Regions from separate parts of the Mus musculus genome. Here region 1 is linked to region 2. A link is a contact called in public HiChIP or PLAC-seq data. All regions are on one chromosome and are shown on one strand. Each heading gives the region's core, a stretch centred on a gene start, on an enhancer-like site or on the middle of the called end of the contact. The rest is flanking DNA. Distances are from core to core; before and after follow the strand shown.

Region 1 (2,904 bases), core at 103-2,602, 43 kb before region 2:
TGACTTCTGAGTCCTTTCTGCTGGAGGGAACCTCAGGTGATGTTGGTGCTGAGTCAGGTCCTGCAGAAGGCACGGAATGGAATTTTCTCCCCACGGAGGCCAGGCGTGTCCCTGGAGTTTTTGCTTCCCTGTCAATCCGGGCTTCCCTCTTGTACCCACTTTGTCCTCTGCTACTTCTGACCCTACTGTCTTGTAGCGCTGCCCCATTATCAGTGACTCTTCTGGCTCTGTCGGAGCCTCCAGGCAGGGACAAGATCAACTTACCCTCCTCTGTGAAAACTGTTATAGGGAAGGTCTTAAGTCAGACCATCGTGCCAAAATGAGGAGACAGGAAATGAGGTCAAAGATGATCTCAGGGCCCTTTGGTAGAAGGCTGCGAATGCCAAGGTTACACTTAGTCCAGGGTGGGTGGGGGCCTGGGCCGTCAGAGCATGCTGGTGCAGGCAGCAAGAATAGATGAGAAGGGAGCCTTGGGGCTCTAACACCACTGAGGATACTGCTGGAAAGGTGCTCTCAAGAGACACTGAAGCACGAACTTGGTTAAGAGCTTGCAATTGTGTGTACCCAAGTTTTGAAGGAGTGCCCCCAAACCATCCATCAGAAAGAGAAAGGATGAGCAGACAGACTTGAGTATGTGGGTGAGGCTACAATGCCTGGCGCAGTAGGGAACGCCCTGAGGTCTGAGCTTCCCAACCTCCTCCTTGGCGCACCTCGGTTATTATCGGTCTGATGCCCCCAGCTGGAAGTGGAAGTTGAGAACAATCCTCACCCTGTAGCTCTACTGGGGTACCCACAACATGAGGTACTCTAGCCTATAGGGCCAACCCAACTCTCTCCAACAATACATCCGCATCAAGGATGCCACTAGACAGAGTGACCACGGGCTCTAGACCAGGCTTCAGGCCAGAGGTGCCCTCATCATCTCTACCCAGGAAGGGCCCCAGGATCCTTGCTGGAGAGGGCTTTGTGCTCCGTGGGGATCCTGGGCCAAAGGAGAGGGACACTTTTCATCTGGCATTTGTAAGATCCCAGCAGAGGAGTCAGCAAAACACGGGAGTTGTGAGGAGTCACATAGATGTGGAAGTCAAGGCCCTCCCCAGGCCTGCAGTTCCTTCATCTTTACTAGGTGGGAGCTAGACCGGCTCACTCTCGGTCTCTCACGCAGTGCTGAGTGATCCCAGCAAGCTCCTGGCTGTGAGCATCCATGGAAGGGAAAAAGGGAGAGGAGAGCAGAGTATGGGGTCTTACCTGTGCGTCTAGCCAAGGTTGGGTAGTGCAGGGCCACCCTAAGGCTCCACTCCATTAGGTAGCAGCAGGATCTGACGGCCGGGCCTCACCATTCACTGTTGTCTCTGCTGTCCCTGGCTCGGCACTGGCCCTGTGCACCAGCTGACCTGAAACCTAATTCTGAGAAGCTAGTTGACAGTCTGATCACTTGACAAGAGGCAGGCTGCGGGGAGGGGACCAGTGAGTTCCAGATCTGGTTTAGCTTCCGTGACCTGGGGCTCTTTAATGTGGCTCCTTTGAGCTTTCAAGAGGAGAGCTACCTTGGTGGCCAGGAGGTGTGTGACAGCATTTGTCACCTTTGAGAGCCCAAAGGACAAGGTCTCTTAGGACAGGGGCTCTCCAGGATCCTATACAATGGTTACAGGTGTCACTTCTTAGAGGCCTGACATTCTCAAGAGGGGAGAGGAGAAGACGGGGCAGAGAAGGTAGAGGACATCTTGGTGCCAAGATATGCTTGATATTTCAGGCACAGCGCTTCTATTTCCCACATCTCTAGGAAGCAGGATCCTAAATTTAAAAACAAAGGACAACAGATGTATTGTACACAGCATGTGATTTGCCCACATAGAGCACACAATAGTGTTTAGTACAGTCTGGTTGATCAACTACTACATGCTAGTTCAGAACACTTTCATCATGGCTCAAAGACAAAAACAGAACAAGTCACCCCCTTTCCCTTCCCCCAGCTTCAGGCAACCACTCGTCTTTATTCTGCTTCTTAATTTGCTTGTTCTAGATGCTTTGTTTGAGTAGGATTATATAGAATGTATAGCCTCTTGTGGCTGGTTTCTTTCACAGTGGTGTTAACACACTGCACTGTACCGGTAGACACTGACGTACTGTGTAGAGCCCTCATGTGTCAATGCTTACTTTACACAGAAAACTGACTGTCAAGGACAGACAGCTAGGTCACTGCAGGCCTGACTTGCCTGTAACCTATACCACACTTTGGGTCTATCAGCTGCAATCCTGATTCCTCATGACATGGACATGCTGGGACCGGAGATGGGGCAGGGTGAGCAGAATCCCTTGCAGCAACCACCGTAGGCTGGTCCATCTGCAGGCGCTGAGGTTAAAGACTGGGTGGGCACAGCTGAAGTTGGGAGCCAGGTGGCATAGAAGGGAAACTAAAAGGAGAGGGGAGAGGAGATAAGTAGGACAGAGAAGGTAGAGGACATTTTGGAACTTGAGCGCAGCGCCATGGCAGGGTGGGTGCTGTGACATCTAGACTGTCTATCCTGTTTCTTGGACCAGGACCTGCTCACTGCTTTGAGCTCAGTCTGGAACTATTAATCTGGACATGGGCAGGACTGTGGGAACCATGTGGGGGCTGGGGCTACAAGTAGAAGTCAAACTAGAGGCAGCAGGTTCTGGAGAAACCCAGAGGGAGGAGAGCTCAGGCCTAGCTAGAGTCAAACCTCTGCTGGGAGTTTTAAGGTTGGCTGCTACAGTCTCTGGGTCACCAGAAATACTTTCCAGGCATCTGTGGAGGGCATGCATAAGGAAGTCAGGGTTCATTCTGGTTGTGGTGACAAATGTGTTGTACAACTTGGCAAGTCAAGTTGCCTCAGAGCTATCACTGGGAGAGACTGGTAAATAACAAATTGGGCATGTCGT
Region 2 (2,702 bases), core at 176-2,675:
AGAAAGAAAACATACCCACGCTGGGTTGGGAGCCTGCGTTCCTCTGACCACTGAGACCCAGTGAGATTAGACAGGAAGGACAAGGCTAGAAATTGGAAGATTTGAGTTCTTTCCTTGGTTTAGACTCCAAACTAGTGGTTTGTTCTGGATAAGTCATTAATCTCCCATAGTGATCTTATTTACTCAAGTTGGTCGATTGCTAAATGAAACAATGGCTGAGGAAGTGCTTTGAAGGGAAGTGCTATAGAATCTGAAACACTGCCCTGGTATTGTGAGTGCAAAGGAAAGGGAATGGAGCAAGAAGCTGTATCCTGGGCCCAGTGCCAGGCCGGGCCTGTTTGTTCAGGCCTCTACGCAGTTATCTTTATTCTACTGTAGTGGAGAACAGAGAGGCAAAGGAATGGGTAAATGATGACTACACTGCAAATTGTGAAAACGCAAACGCAATAGCAATGTGGTTCTGGCCAATTAGCTTCTTTGAGATCATCTGGTCTGCCAAATGGAAACAGTGCTTCTTTATCCTGCTGGAAGTTTACTGTAAGGTCAAACAAAGCCCAAGGAACGATGTTACATCATGCCATATATGCAGAAGTACTGCTACTGTCTTCTCAACATGGCACCAGTTTTCCTAAAGTAGGGTGAGTATGACCTCTGACATTGGGACAGTTTTTACCATGCCTGAGAGAACTGTGAGGTACCTGGGTGAGTTCATAGCATGTGTTAGGGGACAGAATTCCTTGTGTATTTTGCAATGGGAGCTAGACAGGATTACCTCATCATGACAACATCCTTACCAGATCTTTTGACCAGCAGATCTTTCGTTGGAACCTTTACTATTCCAAGCAGATAATCCTTGCACGACTGGATACTGGTTATATCACTGACTGTTGAGTGAAGCAAAAATGAGGAGTTACTGGTGGGCACTGAGGCCTCTCTGTTTACAGTAGACTCCTAGAACATTTCAGCTCTACACATATATCAGGGCTGAGACAATGCATTAGGGATTCTCCTGTTCCCATGCTAGTCAGAGTCTGAAGGTCTTTCAGGCTGTTAATCACACCTTCCTTTTGCAGGCACACGGGAAAGTGCACAAACCTCCTGAGCACAGAACCACTCTCACTCACACTCATGCACTAACATCTGAACACTCTTTCATGAACATGTCACGTCTTACTTTTGCTCTGGCCTTTGGAAGTTGTAAAGATTATAACTCCTACTTCTCAAGTTTTCAAGTATTGCCTAGGAAGGAATATGCCATCCGAAAGAGAGCCTTATGTCGTTCTGAAGGCATTTGCTGCTTACCTGATTTGGTATTTTCATGATAGATAGCAAAAATAATTTCTGCAAACTCCAACAGCTCTGCCAGGAAGCAGGCTTCTCCACTACAGTGCTGAGTCACCAGGTTACACGGGAACTCAATGTGGTGGGAGAACTCAGGGCAGAAGGAGCAGGCCACAGGGCGGGTTTGGCGCTGCTCCCCCTTGGGCAGAAATGAGAGATGGGCGGTGACAGAAGCATTGACTCCAACGGTGGCGCTAAACTGTAAAGCGGGTTCCTGCTCAGCCAACGCCCTGTAGGGGACAAAAGGAGATGAGAAGAAGTTACCCCGACACATTAGAAATCTGCTTGCGTGCCCAGGAATTATCTCTGCTAGTCCCACACCATCCTGAGCATGCTTAGCAACAGCTCTCTATCGAGGCTTTTGGCAGTGCCGTAATGTGCTTTCTTAGCAACCTAGATCTGACTGCACATTTACATGGACGTTCAGGGGGTAAAAAGCTGGAAGAAAATATTAAAACTTGTTATTATATATACTAAAGCTTATCTGTAGGACACTTTTCATAATGTATTTAGCATATTAATATAGATGTACCTGAAGATAATTTATACATAAAAAAGCACACCCCAACTTGAAACTATGCTAACTTTTAAATTAAAATGCTCAGTTAAAACTGGGATACCACTGCTACTAAAAATGGGAAACTCAAAAGTTTTAATGTAGGGAGTAACCTGATTAAAAACTACCCTGAGGTGCTGGATATAAGGTTACCCTGTCACTATAATAAAGTGAGACAAAAACTAGATTTCTTTACTATCTTACTTTAGAACATACCAAAGCAAGATCAGTCTGTAAACCTAACACTCTTGCATAGCCTGGGTGACCCTTGTAGCTTAACAGGTTCAACTTTGACTCTCGTCTCGCCTGCCCTTCTTCTAGATAAAATGTAATAAGAAAGACAATGCAGCAAAGTGTTGTTCCTTTGGGCCCTTTCCCAGATGAGCAAATCCCAGTTAGATGCTCCAAGTCCTCTGCAGCCCTCTCTGCTTCCCCCTGGTGTTTACTTCCTGTCACTGCAATTAGCAGTAAACCCAACTTGTTCAATGAAATTGATACCTGTGATCTTAGTGCAGCGCCTTTAGTGTCATTTGTTATTGGCAGATGATTATGACCAATTTTATTAGCTCTGGTATTTGGGGTCAGAGAAGGCTCATCAAGCTCTTGTAGAGAATCCTGGTTCTGTTCCTGGAACCCACACCGAGTGGTCCACAACTGCCTGTAACTAACTTTTAGCTCAGACACCTTCTTCTAGACTCCAAGGGTATTTGAATGAACATGGTACACACACATCAAATAAAATAAAATTTATAAATATTGCTTGAAAGAAGTTATTTTTAGTACATTTTCATTATCTATTTTTGTG

What was found. HiChIP or PLAC-seq counts read pairs in DNA pulled down with a chosen protein or histone mark.
Region 1: an H3K27ac HiChIP or PLAC-seq map of embryonic stem cells shows a contact between it and region 2, with 10 read pairs. The contact joins the promoter of Ucp3 here to the enhancer-like site in region 2. A contact is called at or near these places in 10 of 39 promoter capture datasets (the 3T3-L1 cell line, 3T3-L1-derived adipocytes, the C10 cell line and 7 more), 3 of 15 datasets of contacts at CTCF or cohesin (CD8 T cells, the G1E-ER4 cell line and large pre-B cells), 13 of 484 Hi-C or Micro-C datasets (the Ba/F3 cell line, the C2C12 cell line, Sertoli cells and 10 more), 11 of 115 datasets of contacts at active chromatin or transcription factors (the HPC-7 cell line, double positive thymocytes, embryonic fibroblasts and 7 more) and 3 of 9 other capture datasets (adipose tissue, liver and pancreatic islet).

The regions. Positions count from the first base shown.
Region 1 is chr7:100,471,439-100,474,342 of GRCm38.p6, reverse strand. Ucp3 (uncoupling protein 3 (mitochondrial, proton carrier)) reads right to left here and starts at 1,352. Exons shown (of 7, transcript NM_009464.3): 1 at 1,249-1,352.
Region 2 is chr7:100,428,919-100,431,620 of GRCm38.p6, reverse strand. C2cd3 (C2 calcium-dependent domain containing 3) reads right to left here. Exons shown (of 33, transcript NM_001017985.3): 21 at 1,303-1,571; 22 at 795-884. Among named protein-coding and RNA genes, the nearest start is that of Gm10603, 39 kb to the left of the region's middle. Within about 2 kb of position 1,425, at least 76 of the 459 cell types and tissues checked have an H3K27ac peak or open chromatin away from gene starts, as enhancers often do. A contact at or near this core is called in the G1E-ER4 cell line, adipose tissue, bone marrow-derived macrophages and 8 more, where this site is marked.